Linked DNA regions of Triticum aestivum: region 1 is linked to region 2. A link is a contact called in public Hi-C data. All regions are on one chromosome and are shown on one strand. The core of a region is the stretch at or near the end of the contact, and the rest is flanking DNA. Distances in the headings are between cores, read along the strand shown. Region 1 holds the start of LOC123052957 (receptor-like protein kinase FERONIA). Region 2 holds the start of LOC123052949 (protein DEHYDRATION-INDUCED 19 homolog 2).

Region 1 (6,468 bases), core at 2,569-5,068, 270 kb before region 2:
ATTTCACGATGCTGGCACGACGTGACGAGTCGCACTCCACAGACCTGGACACCGGAATCATAGGAGGCAGTATTCAAGTGCTCATTCTCTCGACGGAACAGCTGGAAGCCAGAATTATTCGATTCCACTAATTTCTTCAGACGTGCACAGCTGTAAGCTTATAGTAATCGAATAACATGGAAGACAAGCAGTTGGATGAGCAGAAATTATATACTCCTACTGCTGTATATCGCTGGAAGTAGGTGAGTTGACTGCATCAAGATGACAGACTGGACAGTGCTCTACAGCTGCAAGTGAACAGCTGGGCACAAGCTCCGGTTCAGCATCAACTACTTGTCTGCTGGACGCCGCAAAATGAAGTTTGTGATTGAACACAAGGCGACATGCAACACGGCATATGAATGAGCACGACTGGTAACAATCAACATCAACACGGGCATGGACGATCCCGTGTCAATCACCAGGATTCGGAAAGGAGCATGAATGAAGGCGAAAAAGGGGAAAAGGCCATGCACATCACTTTCTCATACAGTATTTACTTGCTGGGTCAATAACACGTGGCAGCGGCCGTAATTACACATGCTAATAAGCATCGAGTCATCACAACGCTGAAGAAGAAGAAGAAGAAAATACAAGGCAAGGCAGAAATGTCTAATGGTACAGTATGAAACAATTCTCTGACCCCCAGTCCATAACTTGCCAGATAACAAGTGCACAAATTCATGAAAAATATGCTGAATGAATAAATTAGGCCCGAAGGGCGACAAGCAGAACCGGATTTTTACCTCACCGCCCCTTGGGGTTCATGATCTGCGAGAAGACCGCGCTCGGCGTCAGCCCGTCCGAGTCGATGCTCGCGACGCTCTGGTCGCCCATGCTTAGGGAAGTTGTCGTGGTCGTGGTGGTGCTTGAATCGATTGACGGGTCATTGGGATCCTTCTTTCCAGCCATCACCAGGGGAGCGCCCTCCTCATCCGACATCCCACAGCCGAAGCTTCCGCTCTCCTCCGCGCTTTCCTGCATCTGAAGAGCAAACTCCAGGTTCCAAAGCACATCTCCCATCGAAGGGCGCTCGATGCCGTTGTCGGCAACGCACTTCTCAGCTGTCTCGGCAAACTTCTTGAAGCACTGCGGAACGATCTTTCCCTTTAGGTAGGGATCAACAATCTGATCCAGAATTCCCTTCTTCTGGCAGTGCAATGCCCATTCTGCCAGGCTGACTTCTTCCTTTGCAAGAGTGGGGTTCAAGGCAGGCCGAGCACAGAGGACCTCGAACAGCACCACGCCAAATGAATACACATCAGACTTCTCGGTGAGCTGCTGCCTGCGGAAGTATTCAGGATCTAGGTAACCGAAACTGCCCTTGACAACTGTGCTCACATGTGTGTGATCCATCGACGGCCCAGTCTTGGACAGACCAAAATCTGAAACCTTGGCGACCCATTTCTCATCCAGGAGGATGTTTGTGGTCTTCACATCACGGTGGATAATGGTGTGCTTTGCACCGGTGTGAAGGTAGTGCAGCCCACGGGCTGCACCAATGCAGATCTCCAAACGCTGCCTCCAGCTAAGCGGCGCATTCTGGGTCTTGTATAGGTGCTCACGCAGAGTTCCATGGGCCATGTGGTCATAGACCAGGATCATCTCATTCTTGTCCTCGCAGTAACCAATCAACGACACAAGATGGCGGTGGCGGAGCTTTGACAGCATTTCAATTTCAGTCTGGAACTCATGTATGCCCTGCTCAGACAAGGGGTTGCCACGCTTGATAGCCACCTTAGTTGTGCCCCCATCGATCTCTCCCTGGTAAACTTTACCGAACCCACCAACACCAAGGATCCGTGACTCGTCAAAGTTCTTCGTTGCAGCCTTGATCTCTGCAAAGGAGAAATGGCGGCACAGGTTGGATGGCAAAGATGAAGCAATACTCCCTGTAGCATGCGACTTGGCTGAGCTTGAAGTGTGTGAATTGCCATACAGCGACAACGGCAGCCAACCAGAATGGCCATCACTCATGCCGGCATCCTTGGCCACTTTCCTCCGCCTCTTGCAAATGAAGCAGCAATATCCAAGTGCAAGCACTGCCAAACCTCCAATTACTCCACCAGCAATAGGCCCGACAAGCGAACTCTTCTTCCCTTGCCCGGTATGCGCCGCTGGATCAGCACTTGGGACAGGGTTTGGCCCCGCGAGGCTCCCATTAGTAAGTTGCAGCTTGAACACCTCCATCCCATTGAGAATAGCATCATAGTACTGTGGCTTGTTCCGTATATCCGGATGAAGAGCCACCCAGAAATCCATAATCCCTGAACCCACAGTGCCGACCACGAAATCCTTGTACAATGGGGTACCGGTACTACGCGGATCCACCCACTGGAGCACATCAGCACCTTCCACGGCAGTCTGGTTGTTGAGGTAAATGTTGAACACCCGCTGATTCGGCTTATCAATTGGGGATTGTATCTCGCAGAAATGGAGCCTCACAAGGTATGTGAACCCAGCATCCACCTGCACTATCCAGGTGAGATTGTAGGCCAAGTTCACACCCTTGTCTATCCCCATTGATCGCGCCGTGGCATAGACATCCAGTGGCGCCACATATCCCGGCACACTGGGAGGGTAGGTGATTGTGACATTGGGATCGTTCGGGTACGACACCCCAGCCCCTGCACCGTAAATGTAGGGCGTGTCGTCGTCCCATGACCGAGCCCCGCCGGAGTCCTTGGAAGGGGAGATGGCCTGGCCTCCGACGTTGAGCCGGTACATGGTCTGCAGAGCAGCACCGGGGTCCATCGGGAACGGCTGGTTGTTGCCGTCACCGGTGACGAAGAACGGTGTGGCGAGGTCGAAGAGATCCGGGGAGGAGACGACCTCGATGCCGTTGATGAAGGCGTAGGCGTTGGGGCGCCCCTTCTCCGGGGTGAAGGTGAGGTCGAGGGTCGGGCCGGTGACGTTGACGGAGAACTCGCGCACGAGGTAGGCGAAGTTGAACGCCGTGGCGGTCTGGTAGGCGCTGAAGTTGGAGAGGAGCGTGACCTTGGCTGCCGGGACGGAGACGGAGAAGAAGGCGTCGGCGGCGGCGCGGCCGGAGTAGTTGGCCGGGTAGAAGTGCAGGCGGAGGAACTTGCGGCCGGGGCCGAGCGGGAAGGAGTAGGTGAAGGGCGCCGCGGAGACCCGCGCGGTGAGGTAGGGCACCTGCGGCACCGAGGGGTCCTGCGCCCCCGCGTCGGCGGAGGCGAGGTTCGGCGGCGCGTACTTGGAGCCGGCGTCGCCACGCCACTCCCGGCCGTCCGTGTCGTTGCCCTTCCCCGTGGCGCCGCAGTCGAGCAGGATGTCGTCCCGCGGCACGAAGGGGGCCCCCGAGGGCGCCGGCGCGGTCGGGTCCTGCGCCCACGCCGCGGGGACAAGCGCGGCGGCCGCGGCGGCCACGAGCAGCAGGAGCGCGCATCTCGGGCCTCCTCCCATGGCGCGACTGCGAGCTGTGTGTAGCTCGCTCTGCGTTTCGTCGCGGCTCACAGATCGCCCATCAAACGGCTCCCCCGGCGCCGATCTGGGGCGGATTTACGCGCGGGTGGGGGTTGCGAGCGGCGGCTGAGGTGGGATTTGAGGGCGGAGTGGCGGCCGCGGTGGTGGCGGTGGCGGGGGAGGAGAGAAGGGCCGGGGAGGGTGGCGTCGAGGAAGAAGGGGGGGAGAGGTTTCGGAGACTACGGGCGCGGCATTAAGCGGGGGGTCAGTGGTGGAGGGACGCGGTGCGGTGGCCAGCCGAGCTGAGGCTGCTGCTGTTGCCAAATGCAAGCTGTGAGCCAGCCGAGCCAGGGAACCCGGAACGGGGCAACGGGGTGAAGGGACCCACCAGCGACGGGGTCGGCGCAGCGCAATCAGTGCCGTCTCAGAGAAAGCGAGAGGGCGACGCGGCGGGAGGAGGAAGGCGGGCGTAGGCCCCGCTAACATGGGTTCCGGGTCGTGATGTGCACTGTCTCGTCCTCCATCCCACCATTCTTCGTACTCTCAAAAACGATATGATATTCGAAAATAAGCTCGGTGGCATTTGACCAAACATCTGTCGGGCGTGGTGATCGTCATGGACATCATCAACAGGAGGGCGGAGGTACCTGGCTGTGGACGGATCCTAGGTGGACGGCGTCGTAGTACAAGGCGAGCGGGCGCGTGGGTCGTGGTTGCGGATGTCCGGCAATGCCTGGGTGGCGATCGGCGAGGTATAGCGGCGGCATTGGAAGAGGAGGGTGTCGGTACTAAAACCGGTGGATCTCGCCTATGGGGTCCCGAGCTGTATATCTGGAACGATGGGTAACACGAGAGAAGGGACACAATGTTTTACCTAGGTTCGGACCTTCTTGAAGAGGTTAAACCCTACGTCCTGCTTTGATTATATTGCTTGCGTACTGAGTACAAGATGATCTAACTCAAGATCATATGTTGTGTTCTAAACCCTAAAGCTGGTAATCATGATTTTGTCCCTGCGGATGAAACCCCGTGGTTTATATAGACACCGGAGGTATCTAGGGTTACGTATGGCCGGTTACCAACTAGGAATAAACATGCCGACAGTCTGGTAGTACTTGAAGTACACGCCAAGTCTTCGGCAGTGTTTGTCCTGATCGCGCCTAGGTTCGAAGTTTACGGAGTCCTTCCTTGTGAGATCGGCGGGCCGTAAGCTCGACCCATGGACCGTCGGCCAACTAGGTGGGTACCCCTAGTCCGTGACACTGTCAGTAGCCCCTGAACTTGTCTTCGGAGCCGAGGACGTCAGATACATCCTCGGGCCAACGTTTCTAGTTGTAAAGTCTTTAGCTTGGCAGGCAAGTTCTTCTCTCTAGATGGCTTTCATGTAAACTCGAGATTTTCTTTACTTAAAACAATTATCGAGCTTCCACTTAATGGGATTTCCCACCGACCACATGTTTTAAGGGCCACTCTTCGGCACCTGAATTCCCGAGTTAGCTTAGCCTCAAAGGCTTGCCGCATAGCTGTGAACAGTGCTCTCGCCTGGCAGCTTTTACCGAACCATCACCCCCTACGGCGTTTAAGCGAGCCAATTATTGCAGCTCGAATCACGACCCAAGGCAACTTTCTCATTGTCACGTCCCATCAATGCAGAGACCGTGCTTCGTTTTTTATGGGATATCATCAAGAATTGTTTCACCCCATGCGTGCATAACGGCATGAAAGTCCAGAACGTGGTGATTTATCCGGCACCACGAGGGGAGTCTTAGTCTTTTGTTGGCCTATGAAAACAAGGGGCGGTAATCTTACTTTCCCATACGCTTCCATCTCTTGCGCCATTGCTCGAAGCCTCGAAAGCTCAAGCGCCCCAGATCCATTCTCAAACTTCCAAGCCCCTTTCCAGCGCCCACATCCCCCATCAGCGATGGCTATGTCGATCTGAAGGGCAAGTGGGTGGCCTCAACATCACGGAGGGCACCATCAAGGAGCTCCGGACCGCGGGTTACCACGTCGGAGCCGTTTGCCGGACACTGGAGCCCTACTCCCAAGCAAGGGGAGAGGGTAGTCTTTGTCTCCCCCTCATCCAAGGCCTGGGGTTCCCCTTGCACCCCTTTGTGAGGGGTCGTCTTCTTCTACGAGCTAGATTTTTAGCATCTAGCCCCGAACTCCATAGTGCACCTTGCGGCGTTTATCACCGTCCGCGAGGCATTCCTTCGCGTCGAGCCACACTACGGTGGGGCCATGATCAGTAAGCTCTAGAAGATGACTTGGCTAGAAGGCGTGGCAGCAAGAGTGGTTTTACATCACCGAGTTGCCCGCCGAAGGCTAGGCAGATATCCCGGTCTTCTTGGTCGGGCCCTCAAAGAGGTTCATCTCCTAGACGAAGAAAGGCCTAGATTGGGGCAATCCAGAGGAGGTGACGATGTTCCAGAAGAGAATCAAGTCCATGATGGGTAAGAAAATCAAGCTGGTGGACATGATTCAAGTTATGCTCCAATGTCACATCCTTCCTTTCCAACTCCCGGCTAGTCCGATGTGGCTTTACAAGCCCGAGGATGCGGCGACAGTGTGATGTCGCTTGAAGCTATGTCGGTATTTCCCCAAAGAGGAAGGGATGATGCAGCACAACGGCGGTAGGTATTTCCCTCAGATATGAAATCAAGGTTATCAAACCAGTAAGAGAACCAAGCAACACAACGTAAACAGCACCTGCACACAGATAACAAATCCTCGCAACCCGGCGTGTTAAAGGGGTTGTCAATCCCTTTTGGGGTACGGCGCCTCAAGATAAGCAAACGGATGTGAGATAAATTTGTAGTAGATTGATAGATCAAACGCCAAATAAAATAAATAAGAATAAATTGCAGCAAAGTATTTTTGTATTTTTGGTTTGGTAGATATGAAAATAAATGCAAGAGAAAAGTAGATCGCAAAGGCAAATATATGAGAAAGAAGACCCGGGGGGCGTAGGTTTCACTAGTGGCTTCTCTCGAGGAAAATAGC
Region 2 (6,461 bases), core at 3,279-5,778:
TGCAGTTGATCAGCTTCAGGAGGAAGCAGAGGAGAGGAGAGGAAAAGCAACCACTGATGCTTTTAAGTGTGTGCCACGAGGTCCAAGGTCTGCTGCAGTGCCAGTCTCAAATGCTAGAGCTTCAGTGTCAGCACCAGCAGCTACAGCTCCAGTGCCACACCTCCAGCACCCACTCCATCAGCTCCAACTACTTCATCGGAAGCTTTCGTCCTTGGAGTTCTATCTACACCACCTCCCAAAGGCCAAGCCTGAGAGACGTTTAGCACTATGCATTTTCAAACTTTTTGGTAACTTGTTGCCAAAGGGGGAGAAATATGTATAGATCATAGGCTTTGAGAGAGAGTGTCTTGCTTTTTATCTCTCTTTCTATTTTGGTTGAACTACTTTATTGTGTGCTTGTGTAAGATACTTTGTGTCCTTGTGAGATACTTATATGATCATGTGGTTGATCATATGCTACCTTAATGTTTGGTTGAATGATGCTATCCTTTATATTCCATATATGATCATTCACTTGCTTGGTGATGAGTGCATGCTTTTAATTTCTATCATTTTGAGCAATCCACCAAGATGTATGTGACATGGAAGAGTAACCCATGATCTTAATCGATTGTGCATTTGCATTCAAAAGCAAATTTTAAATAATGCACAAATTTAGGGGGAGCTCTTGCTTATCACATACTTCTCAAAGCGACGATGTTTTTCAATCTTATAATCATTTGTCGAAGCTTTGATCTATATGTTGTCATCAATTACCAAAAAGGGGGAGATTGAAAGTGCAACTATCCCTGGGTGGTTTTGGTAATCCTTAACAACATATAGCTCATTGAGCTAATGCTACTTGAAGATAAATATTTCAGAAAAAGCTCAATGATTGGCATGGCATGGATTAGAAAGTGGACCCCTCAAAATGCTAAGGACAAAAGGATTGGCTCAAGCTCAAAGCACAAGACTCTACATTTCATTTTTAGTGATCCAAGATTACATTGAGTCCATAGGAAAAGCCAATACTATTAAGAGGGGATGAGGTGTTGCTTAATGAGGTTCTTGCTCAAAGTGCTTAGTGATATGCTCCACAACCCTCAACCACTTTCTCATATCCAAATATATCCCAAACAAAAAGTCAAACTCAGCCCCACCGATTTGATCTATCCGGCGCCACCGAGTTCACTTGACATAGCCACTGCCAGAAACCCTAGTCTTTTCGGCCCACCGATAGGGATCTCGGTCTCACCGAGATGGGATTGTAATCTCTCTATTTCCCTTCGTAATGTTTCGGTCCAACCAAGATGAGCGATCGGTCCCACCGAGATTGCAATGCAAACTCTTTGTTTCCCTTTCGTAACGTTTTGGTCCTACCGGGAGAGCGAATCGGTCCCACCGAGATTGCCTGACCAACTCTCTGGTTAGTCTATTACCAAAATCGGTCTCACCGAGTTTGTGTAATCGGTCTCACCGAGATTATGTTATGCCCTAACCCTAATGATATTGGTCCCACCGAGTTGACAAGTCAGTCCCACCGAAAACCCTAACGGTCACATTATGAACTAAATTGGTCTGACCGAGTTGTATGATTCGGTCCCACCGAGTTTGGTGATTTGTGTGTAACGGTTAGATTTTGTGTGGAGGCTATATATACCCCTCCAACCTCTCTTCATTCATGGAGAGAGCCATCAGAACATGCCTACACTTCCAACATACATTTTCTGAGAGAGAACCACCTACACTTGTGTTGAGGTCAAGATACTTCATTCCAACCACATAAATCTTGATTTCTAGCCTTCCCCAAGTTGCTTTCCACTCAAATCATCTTTCCACCAAATCATATCCTATGAGAGAGAGTTGAGTGTTGGGGAGACTATCATTTGAAGCACAAGAGCAAGGAGTTCATCATCAACACACCATTTGTTACCTCTTGGAAAGTGGTGTCTCCTAGATTGGTTAGGTGTCACTTGGGAGGCTCCGTCAAGATTGTGGAGTTGAACCAAGGAGTTTGTACGGGCAAGGAGATCGCCTACTTCGTGAAGATATACCCTAGTGAGGCAAGTCCTTCGTGGGCGATGGCCATGGTGGGATAGACAAGGTTGCTTCTTCGTGGACCCTTCGTGGGTGGAGCCCTCCGTGGACTCGCGCAACCGTTACTCTTCGTGGGTTGAAGTCTCCATCAATGCGGATGTACGATAGCACCACCTATCGGAACCACGCCAAAAATCTTCGTGTCTACATTGCGTTTGCTCCCTCCAAACTCCTCCATTTTACCTTCATATGCAATTGCGATAGCATCACAACAATGAGACTATCATTTGAAGCACAAGAGCAATGAGTTCATCATCAACACATCATTTGTTAGCTCTTGGAGAGTGGTGTCTCCTAGATTGGTTAGGTGTCACTTGGGAGGCTCCGTCAAGATTGTGGAGTTGAACCAAGGAGTTTGTACAGGCAAGGAGATCGCCTACTTCGTGAAGATCTACCCTAGTGAGGCAAGTCCTTCGTGGGCGATGGCCATGGTGGGATAGACAAGGTTGCTTCTTCATGGACCCTTCGTGGGTGGAGCCCTTCGTGAACTCACGCAACCGTTACCCTTCGTGGGTTGAACCACGCTAAAAATCTCCGTGTCTACGTTGCGTTTGCTCCCTCCAAACTCCTCCATTTTACCTTCATATGCAATTGTTTTATATTCCGCTGCTATACTCTTAGAATTGCATGTGTAGGTTGTTTTCTTGACTTGTGCTGAGTTGCTAAAATCTGCCAAGAATTAAAATTGGGAAAAGGCTAGATTTTTATTTGGTCAAGTAGTCTAATTACCCCCCTCTAGACATACTTTCGATCCTACAGTATTGTATTATTGTCATCGAGGATAAAAAGATGAGGTTTACATCATATTGCTTGAGTTTATTCCTCTACATCATGTCATCTTACTTAAAGCGTTACTCTGTTCTTCATGAACTTAGTACTCTAGATGTGGGCAGGAGTCAGTCGATGTGTGGAGTAATAGTAGTAGATGCAGGCAGGAGTCGGTCTATTTGACACGGACATGATGCCTATATTTCATAATCATTGCCTTGGACATCGTCATAACTTTGCGCTTTTCTATCAATTGCTCGACAGTAATTTGTTCACCCACCGTATTATTTGCTATCTTGAGAGAAGTCTCTAGTGAAACATATGGCCCCCGGATCTATTTTCCATCATATAAGTTTCCAATCTACTATTTTGTAATCTTTTACTTTCCGATCTATAAACCAAAAAACCTCAAAAACATTTACTTTATCTTTTGTTTAGTCTTATCTATCTTTATCGGGTCTCACTTTTGCAAGTGACCTTGAAGGGATTGACAACCCCTTTATCGCGTTGGGTGCAAAGTGTTTGATTGTTTGTGCAGGTATTGGTGATTTGTGCGTTGTCTCCTATTGGATTGATACCTTGGTTCTCTAACCGAGGAAAATATTTATCTCTACTTTGCTGCATCACCCTTTCCTCTTCAAGGAAAAAACCAACGCAAACTCAAGAAGTAGCACGCGACTTCATTGGTCTGTGTAGCAGGGGAGTGAGGTCGTGGGAACGGGCGGTTTCGCGTGGTCCGCTCGATTTCGAGAGACCGCTTGGGATGAATAATCAGGGAATATGCCATTCCCTTGAATCGGTTGGTTCCGGTTCCTTCGACGATCCAAACGAGGAATGGGTCTTCGGGAAGGACCCGACCCGTGCCGTTCCACTTGATGACAGAAACCAAACACACCCTTAATTGGCATACCAGAGATTGGCGCAAACCCTAGACTTTCTCATCATAAGACTGCTACTTTGCACTCTATTTTGTGACTTCAAGGCATCTTCTGAGCTTTAGTTTGTCAGGGTCTAACACGAAGGCCGGGGACATCGGCGGCAACAAGCGTGTGGCATCGGGGGATCGAGAAACATGCAAGATGGAACATGGGAATTGGGCATCCGTGCAAGTTCATGAGATGGTTTAGGTAGACTCTGGCAACTGGGCTGGCAAGGCGTCCCGGGCCTGTGATAAGTAAGGCTTGGTTCGAATTTTCCCATGTCTGGCTAAGTCGGTTTGACTCGGGTTGATTCAACCCTTGCCGGTTGTTGGTGCCATCCGTCACCGTTTGAAGCTTCTTGTGTCTTCTGTATCTAGTCACTTCTTCTTGCTCCTTCACAACCCCAATCCTTTTTGTTGGGTTGCATGTACGTGAATGTATATATTTATACTAATCCAGAAAAGTCAAAAAACTGTGTTTTTAATCTGGTTTTAACCGAGAAAATAGAATGAGGAAATACTTCTCAAATCGCTAGAAATTCCGATTTCCCACATTTGTAGCCCTAAGCCCCCTTGCTACGCTGCAACCATTTCGCAGCACCAACCATCAGTGACAGAATCTCACCAAAAATACCACCGCTGACAGCGAGGCCCCACCGTGCAGTTACCAGTGGCTCACCGTAGACCAGGTGCAGGCAGCCACCAACTACCACCCTCCCCCCACCTTTCCGTCCCATAATTCATTCCAATCACTCACACGCACCGACCCACACCGGAGCAAACGGCCAACAAACACCGCACGCTCGCTCGCGCGCACACCGAAGCAGTGGAAAGAGAGGAGCGGACAGAAAAGCCTGGAAAGCCAAAAAAGAATTCACCAGCACAAAGGGGAAAGGAGAGAGAGAGGCGAGGCGAGGCTAGGGTTTCGTCCAATTCCGCCATGGATTCCGGTGACGCGTGGGGCCGCTCCTCCTCCACCTCCTCCTCCGCCGCCGCCGCGAGGCGCCTGCAGTCCCGCTACGGTACGATCGATCGATCGGCTGATTTCGCCTTTTTAATTCGACGTTGGGGCTGATGCGTGATTTCGCTGTGGTCGCACGTCAGATCTGTACATGGGGTTCGACGACGCGGACGCCGGCGGGGACGAGGTGGAGGCGCGCGGGGCGGAGGCCTACAACTGCCCCTTTTGCGGCGAGGACTTCGACTTCGTCGGGCTCTGCTGCCACATCGACGACGAGCACGCCGTCGAGGCCAAGAGCGGGGTATGTCGCCTCGCCCTTTCTGATGATTCGCTTGGTCGGGTCCCGTTTGAGCCCTTGAGATAATTTTAGCCGAAATGGGACATTTTACGCCAAGTATTGTTAGGATGCGTCACGCTTGAGGACGGAAATGTTGATAATGGTGCAATTAAGGAACCCATACGTTTTAGTGGTTCGGAAAATCCATTGTTCTTGTAATTTTGATATGGAATAGGTTTACTGCTTTGTAGATTGCTGAAAAGATGAGATTCTTGAATGTTCTGCTGGAGAATTCTTGTTTGTCTGTGGTAGTTCGGGTTGGAAATGTAGAAATCAAGTTCCCTTTTGGGTGGCTGCGTTGGAACACTTTAGGAACCTGCTCCCTTGACAGAGAGTTTCTTTATGGTGTTGCTGGTTGGAATTGCGGGATGTGGTTGGCCTCTGGCGTTCCTACAGGAGTCTTTATGGCTCTTGGGAATTTTTCCTTTGGTCAGTTTGGTTTTGGAATGTAGTTCCCTTGGGTTGTAGGAGTATTAGGTATTGTTGGTTCTCGAGTTGAGTTATGCAACTAGCTGAAACAGTTTTGTGTTATGGCTGGCCAATAAGATTGTCAGTACACAGTGGAGAATATGCTCAAAGCTTAATACACTAATCCGAATCGAAGAAATAAACATCAAATGTAGGTTTGTTGAATTTAAATTTTATCATCAAATAATCATGACATCACCGAAATTCCTCACTTTCTCCTAATATTAGCAATGAAAGTGTGAAGTGGTAACTTCTCAACAACAACCATCAACTTTGGTAAAATTCTTACCATATAGCTGACTCGGTCTCAAATATAAGGTGTGCCGTTTTTTGAGATATATCTTTGACTAATCAGTTATTATTTTTGGATTAACTTATACGAAATCGGTATTATTCAAAAGTTCATTTCAACATGATTCCAACAATCTCATTTTTGAATCACACAATCCACATATGGTTGACCAATTAGATTCTTGATCAAAGATAATCTTGAGAAACATGTGCTATATTTTAGGACCGAAGAAGTATCTCAGCTAGTCAAATATATTTACTAATACTGAATTTGGAAAGAAAAGAAGTTGCTTGAATCAAGAAAATCTCGTATAGCTACAGGCCACTGCTCGCCTCCCCTGCTACACGGCCTCTGGATGCCAACGTGTTGTGCGGCACGCGATGACGAGAGAGGGGTTCAACACAGGCTAGCTGTTGGGCGGGCCATAGGCACTAAGGCCCAAGCGCCGCTTGCATTGCCCAGAACTGTGTAGGCAATGCCACACGTATTAACATGATCCCTTTTGTGATTATCTCCCATGATTGCTTTGCTTATGCATATATGCCTTTTTCCTGGAAAAATCAGAGGCTAGGCTGTCGAAGCCCACCTGATAGATTCGCTACTGGCTATACAAGTTCCTTTTTAGAATTTCTCTTTACAA

The links. Hi-C and Micro-C count contacts between places; a contact is called where the count stands out from the background.
Region 1: a contact with region 2 is called in a Hi-C map of leaf, with 3 times the contacts expected there. The contact joins the promoter of LOC123052957 here to the promoter of LOC123052949 in region 2. A contact is called at or near these places in 2 of 5 Hi-C or Micro-C datasets (both in leaf) and 1 of 1 datasets of contacts at active chromatin or transcription factors (leaf).

The regions. Positions count from the first base shown.
Region 1 is chr1A:399,727,572-399,734,039 of IWGSC CS RefSeq v2.1, reverse strand. It overlaps LOC123052957 (receptor-like protein kinase FERONIA), which reads right to left and starts at 3,818. Exons shown (of 1, transcript XM_044476330.1): 1 at 511-3,818. The coding sequence starts at 3,465. The coding sequence ends at 787.
Region 2 is chr1A:399,455,471-399,461,931 of IWGSC CS RefSeq v2.1, reverse strand. It overlaps LOC123052949 (protein DEHYDRATION-INDUCED 19 homolog 2), which reads left to right and starts at 4,528. Exons shown (of 5, transcript XM_044476318.1): 1 at 4,528-4,785; 2 at 4,868-5,025. The coding sequence starts at 4,704.